2 separate regions of the Lactuca sativa genome follow, and region 1 is linked to region 2. A link is a contact called in public Hi-C data. All regions are on one chromosome and are shown on one strand. The core of a region is the stretch at or near the end of the contact, and the rest is flanking DNA. Distances in the headings are between cores, read along the strand shown. Region 1 holds the start of LOC111909540 (putative ABC transporter C family member 15). Region 2 holds the start of LOC111918308.

What was found. Hi-C and Micro-C count contacts between places; a contact is called where the count stands out from the background.
Region 1: a Hi-C map of leaf shows a contact between it and region 2, with 8 times the contacts expected there. The contact joins the promoter of LOC111909540 here to the promoter of LOC111918308 in region 2. A contact is called at or near these places in 3 of 4 Hi-C or Micro-C datasets (bud, leaf and seed).

The regions. Positions count from the first base shown.
Region 1 is chr8:281,139,141-281,142,158 of Lsat_Salinas_v11, forward strand. It overlaps LOC111909540 (putative ABC transporter C family member 15), which reads right to left and starts at 1,573. Exons shown (of 9, transcript XM_023905341.3): 1 at 456-1,573. The coding sequence starts at 1,344.
Region 2 is chr8:280,439,460-280,442,767 of Lsat_Salinas_v11, forward strand. LOC111918308 reads left to right here and starts at 1,317. Exons shown (of 1, transcript XM_023913988.2): 1 at 1,317-1,745. The coding sequence starts at 1,319. The coding sequence ends at 1,744.

The DNA.
Region 1 (3,018 bases), core at 323-2,822, 700 kb after region 2:
ACAAACACGTCTAACTTGAAAAGAAAAGTCACAAGAATAGTAAAAAAGAAATACTTTTTTAATAACTTCAACCATGTGCATTCATATTAGCTTCAACTTTTGTAACTTTGTCCTATATGTTTGTGTGTTGGTGGTCCGTTGGAGGATCTCTTGGATTATATTCGTGGTTGTAAAGAACAAACTTCGTAACAACTTTATAGATTTAAATATAATTGATGAAAAACTACAAAATTAACAACTTTATGCAATTAATCACATGAAACCCAAATACTAAATATAAGTTATATTGTCGACAAAGATGACAACTTTATGCAAAAATCACCATTGGGTGGTAGCAAACTCATTAAAAATTTATTAGAAACCAAAAGCTCTTCAACAAAGTACAACTAATAAACATATTCGTAAACTTTGTTCCCAAAAAACTGAATTCAAGAAAAAGAAAGGCAAGAACTTACCTGCAAATATCGCGTTTATTGCTAAAGATTGTCGTATAGCATGAATTATCGCCATGGTTAATACTGAGCCTCGAGTTTTTTGTTTTTGAAGCGACTCTTCCAACAAACATGCAGCTTCTTGAGCAGTTTCAGATTCAGGAATCGAAGGAACATGATTAAACTCGAGTTTTTGAGCATGACCCAATTCAAAAAGAGGGTTTAACCAATTAAATGTAACCCTTTTCCAAATTCCTGATTTTGTAAAAGCGCTAGTGTCTTTGCTAGTTTCTTGGAGCAATGGTTCATCTAGTTCTTCGTGTTTCTTGGTGACACGATATGTTAGACCATCGAAACACAAAAGAATTGAAAATGGGAAGGTGGCCATGTCGACAAGATTCGATTTTGAAAGAAATATATGCATGTTTTTGGATTTAAGATAGTTGAAGATGATGAAAGTGACTGAAACTGAATCAAGAATCATGGAAAAACACCAGAATAGAACAAGCACCCATGGCCATTTTCGTGTATGTTCATCTCTTCTACTGAAGAATGAATACACAGTAACAATAGTGGCTAAAGACCATGTTAATGCAGAGGTGACAGACTCGGAAGGTACAACCTCGTGCTTCAAGAACTTGTACACACAAAAACCAATATGAGAAATCAGGATTATAAAGTTGGAGGCGAGAGTAATCTTTGAAAAACGTGAGAAATTAATCGAAAATCTTGTTCTTTCACCCCTTGTTTGCTTTAGAATATCAGCGAATCCCCAGATGAATAACCACAGGAAGAAAGACACATTGCCAGTATTCAAAATGGCCGCCATTGACGGAAACTCGAGAACCTCGAAAGCCCCTTTATACAACTCGAAAACGAAACTAAAATCGATTAAAGAACAAAACCCCCACATCAAAACAATGATTACTATAATGAAAAATCGAAAAGGGGGAAACAAAAGGATACAAAAACTATGGAAGATAAAATTATTTATTAGGTAATGTATATCCAAGATTGGATGAGTCTAAGAAATGTGGATCTGTAAAGGGTTTTAGCGACTCACGTGTCGATTCTTCAAACGGTGGGTTGGTGAGAGGAATATGAGCCTGAAGGTTATGGTCGATACTTCAATTGTCTTGATCCTTCTTTCACTATTCACTATATATAATACAAAGAAAAGTATATATGTACGCATTAATTGAATTTCAGAGTGTTACAAACATCCCTATCAAAGATTCCAACATCCCATGATTCATATACCCTGGGTGATTCATTGGAATGTAATAAATTGTTTAATAAGCTACCAACTATGTAAATCATGTTAATGTTTTCATAGGTAACAATATAAAGCTGCTTAGCTAATATAGTTGATATTTTTTTGCATAAATATAATTATATAAGCTTTACTAACTCTTTTTGGATCGCTTATTGTAACTTATTTAAAAAAATATTATTAACTTATATGGTATTGAAAGCATTTTAAGAAAAAAAAATGCATGAGTTAAGGTATATGGTACCACAATAAGTTGACAAGTACAAATAAAATAGCAAATTCAAATAAATAGCATATTCAAACATTTAATTTAGCTTATTTAGTGGTGTCAAAAACGTTATGATCAAAATAAAACAATTGATCTGAAAGTGTTTATTTAAATCCATAAGCAAAAGACTCTTAAGTAGTTTATTTGGTGTGGTCCATTTACTTTGTTTGTTTAGCACTAAAAATAAGAAATTAGAAGAAAAAAATATGACAATTTCATATGTCATTTTTAAATATCAAAATATTATATTTGTCCAACCTAATTTCTAAATATGATATTTATGTTTCATAAACTTTAAAAGTGTCATATCTACCATAATCTACCATATATATATATACATATATATATATATATATATATATATATATATATATATATATATATATATATATATATATATATATATATATATATATATATATATATATATATCAAGGTTGTAAAAATCGGTCTAGGCGGCCGATTAATCGGCGCCTAGGCATTTGGCGGACTCCAACTGCTTACGAATAATTGTTATCGGGTAAGCTAGTCGGCCTTTGTCAATATCGGTCAAAGACAGTCCAAATCGGACTAATTCGCACCAAAATGGACCTAAAATCGGACCAAAATGACTTCAACCCACCAGCTCAAAGGAGCAAACTTGCCCAAAATATAGTTGGGTCGGGTTTTTTTAGCCTACCTAGTTGGGTTTGAATTTTTAAAGGAACTAACTCTCCTTTTATAAGATATGTGTGCCTTCGTCTATTGTCCCACCAGCGATGTGGGATATAAACACGAAATTTCCTTCTTCACTGGAAACATGAGCGATGTGGGATGCAAACAAAAAACTTCATTCTTCACAACTCCATCGAACACTCTCTACACCACCATCCTTCTTCACTGGAAACGCGAAACTTCCCCATTATTAGGTCGAGATGAAATTCGTCAATTTAGAATCTGGGATCAGGTCGAGATGAAACTTCCGTAGGATCCGTTGAACAATCACCTTGATGACGATGATCGTCGGCCATGGAAGCGTGGTGGTTGTTGGGATTTTGTTTAATCGT
Region 2 (3,308 bases), core at 67-2,566:
ATATATATATATATATATATATATATATATATATATATATATATATATATATATATATATATATAAAAGATTATTTATAAAGAAAAACATTAAACTAGCCAAAACATTAATTAAGGATAATGACTTAAAAGGGTAATACATTCTTCGATTTGTACACATTTGGTCACTGAGTTTATTTTTTGTTCACATTTACCCCTTCAACTTGTTAAACTGTACACATTCAGTCCTTATGACCGGTTATTCCAGGTTAACTGGTAAAAATGTCTTAATAGGGTAATATATTTCTCATTTTGTACACATTTACTCCTTAATATTTTTGTACACATTTAGTCCTTAATGTTTTTTGTTGCAAAATAATTTATTTTTGTTTTTGTAATCATTCAATATTTATGAATGTTTTTTTTTAAGTTTTTCTCACAACATCTTACATGGAACAATTATTAACGAGGTGGTTTAGGCTTTTGATGCTTATGTCCATCGCGATCTCGACTACTTGGTTGCTTAGGTCATGTGTTTTGAACGTCCTAACTTTTTCATACTATATCAGATTTTAACGATCTTTATATCTATGCGTTTGTATTTCACTCTACTACAACTTTCGTTTATATAATTATATTACTCCCGTTAAAAAGTAATATATTTTTTAATTACGATCTTTATATCCATACGTTTTTTATGAATGCGTGTATGGATGTTTTTTTTTCATAAAATCGTAAGTAAAAACATATTATATTTTAACGGGGGTAATCTGAACGAAAGTTATAGCAGACTTAAAAAACGAAGATGTAGATATAAAGGTCGTTAAAATCAGATATCGTATGAAGAAGTTACGACGTTCGGAATACAAAACCTAAGTCAAACCACAAGACCTATACAACCAATCAGTCGAGACTGCGATGGACATAAGCATCCACAGCCTCAAACACCTCATCAATCAGGGACGGGCACAGGATTTGGTAGTAGGTGTTGCCAATTCGTAGTAGGTGTTGTCGGTAAGTAGAAAAAAGAAAAAGACAAAACTTCAAAAATGGTCCCTGTGGTTTCCGAAAATATCAAGTTTTGTCCCTAAGTTCAAAAAACCTCACAGATGGTCCCTGTGGTTTCAAAACTTTTAACAAATGGTCCTTCCGGTTCACTCCGTTAGTTTTTGGCCGTTAAGTGGAGAGTATTTATGTCATTTCACTGCCACAGGGACCATTTATGAAGATTTGTCTTATTTTAAAAAGAAAAACTAATTATTTAATATTAAAGGGTCCTCCCTCTCTCTCTTTCTCTCTCTCTCTGACACACACACAAACACAAACATACAAATATGGGTATGGGTGTAATAATCATCGACGGGTCCACCGTACAAGCCTTCGTTAACGACGAAACTCAGTTCAAAACCAGCGTCGACGCCCAGTTCGATTCCCTCGATGTCAACAACGGCGGCGTTCTATCTAGATCCGAGATACGTAAGGCTTTTGAGTCCATGAGGTTGCTGGAAGCTCACTCTGGAGTTGACACCGCCTTGCCCCCGGAGGAGCTTACCCGTCTCTACGATTCTGTGTTTCTGAGCTTCGATGAAGACTCGAACGGCACCGTTGATCTGGAGGAGTTTAGGTCGGAAATGAAGAAGACCATGCTCGCTATTGCCGTTGGGTTGGGGTCTTCGTCGATTCAGATGGTGGTGGAAGATGATGATCAAAGTTTTCTGAAAAAAGCAGCTGATTTAGAAGCGACCAAGATATCTGAGAGTTCTTAGATCTGACGGTGCACTATTAGCTGTGATTTTGTTGTTTGTACTCTTTTATTTTATATAATGGCATGTTAGTTGTGATCATTGACCTAAAGAACAAGGCTTTCTCCTTCAATAAAACCTTGAACTTCTTCAAAACCTTGGCCACAATTCTTCTCTCATATCTCTGATCTCTCAATTTTTTTTCTCATTCACCGAATCTCGAAAATTGCAGCAATATCACACCCATTTAGTTTCGATCACACCCCGTGAAAGGAATTAGGAATTTACCTACACATGACTGGAATTGAGAAATCGAGACTGGTTGAACAATTCCAATGGTTTCTTCCAACCTAGACTAGTGAATAAGGGTCTTCTGATTTTGTTGCTCTCTTCTTTGAAAGAAACCATGGACTGTGATTGATGGTGGTGACAGGGTAGAAGTAAGGTGAAGGTAACGAAAACGGAGGTAGGAGATACTTATTTTACTGTTGAACAATCGAAATAAAGGGGTTGCTGAAGGGAAGGGATGACGGTGGATTTGTGTGTTTTGATCGGAGTAAAGGCATGAAATCACTTACCTTGGTCGATGTCACCTGGTGGTGATGATGGTAGAAGGAGCAGATAACAACTTCAATTCTAATGGAGAAGGTGGTTGGATGTTTTTGAGAGAGAGAGAGAGAGGACCCTTTAATATTAAATAATTAGTTTTTCTTTTTAAAATAAGACAAATCTTCATAAATGGTCCCTGTGGCAGTGAAATGACATAAATACCCTCCACTTAACGGCCAAAAACTAACGGAGTGAGCCGGAAGGACCATTTGTTAAAAGTTTTGAAACCACATGGACCATCTGTGAGGTTTTTTTAACTTAGAGACTAAACTTAATATTTTCGGAAACTACATGGACTATTTTTGAAGTTTTGTCAAAGAAAATAATATCGAAAAATTTACATTGCGTATAGAAAAAGCAGGGGTTGTCGGTGCCACTACGGGCACCCAAAGAGAACCGTCTATGTCATCAATGATAGTCTCATGTTAGATGTCGTGAGAAAAACCCTAAATAAATCATTCATAAGTACTGAATTTGTACAAAAACAAAAAATGACTTATTTTGAAACAAAAAAAATATTAAGGACTAAATGTGTACAAAAATATTAAGGACTAAATGTGTACAAAAATATTAAGGACTAAATGTGTACAAAATGAGAAATATATTACCCTAATAAGACATTTTTCCCGGCTAACCTGGAGTAACCGGTCATAAGGACTGGATGTGTACCGTTTAACAAGTTAAAGGGGTAAATGTGGACGAAAAAAAAAACTCAGTGACCAAACGTGTACAAATCGAAAAATATATTACATTTTTAAGTCATTATCCCCATTAATTACTTACCAATTTTTAACCAAAAGTCAAAGTTAACAGTTTGTCTATTGTTTTTCCTTTCACCTACTGTTTTGACGGTTGGGCTTAGGGATGAGAATTTGGCCCGAAAACCCGAACCGAACTGAACCGAATTAGACCCGAATAAGCAATTCGATTCGGTTTTCGGGTAATTAAATAAGGCTTATTCGGTTTTCGGGTTATTCGG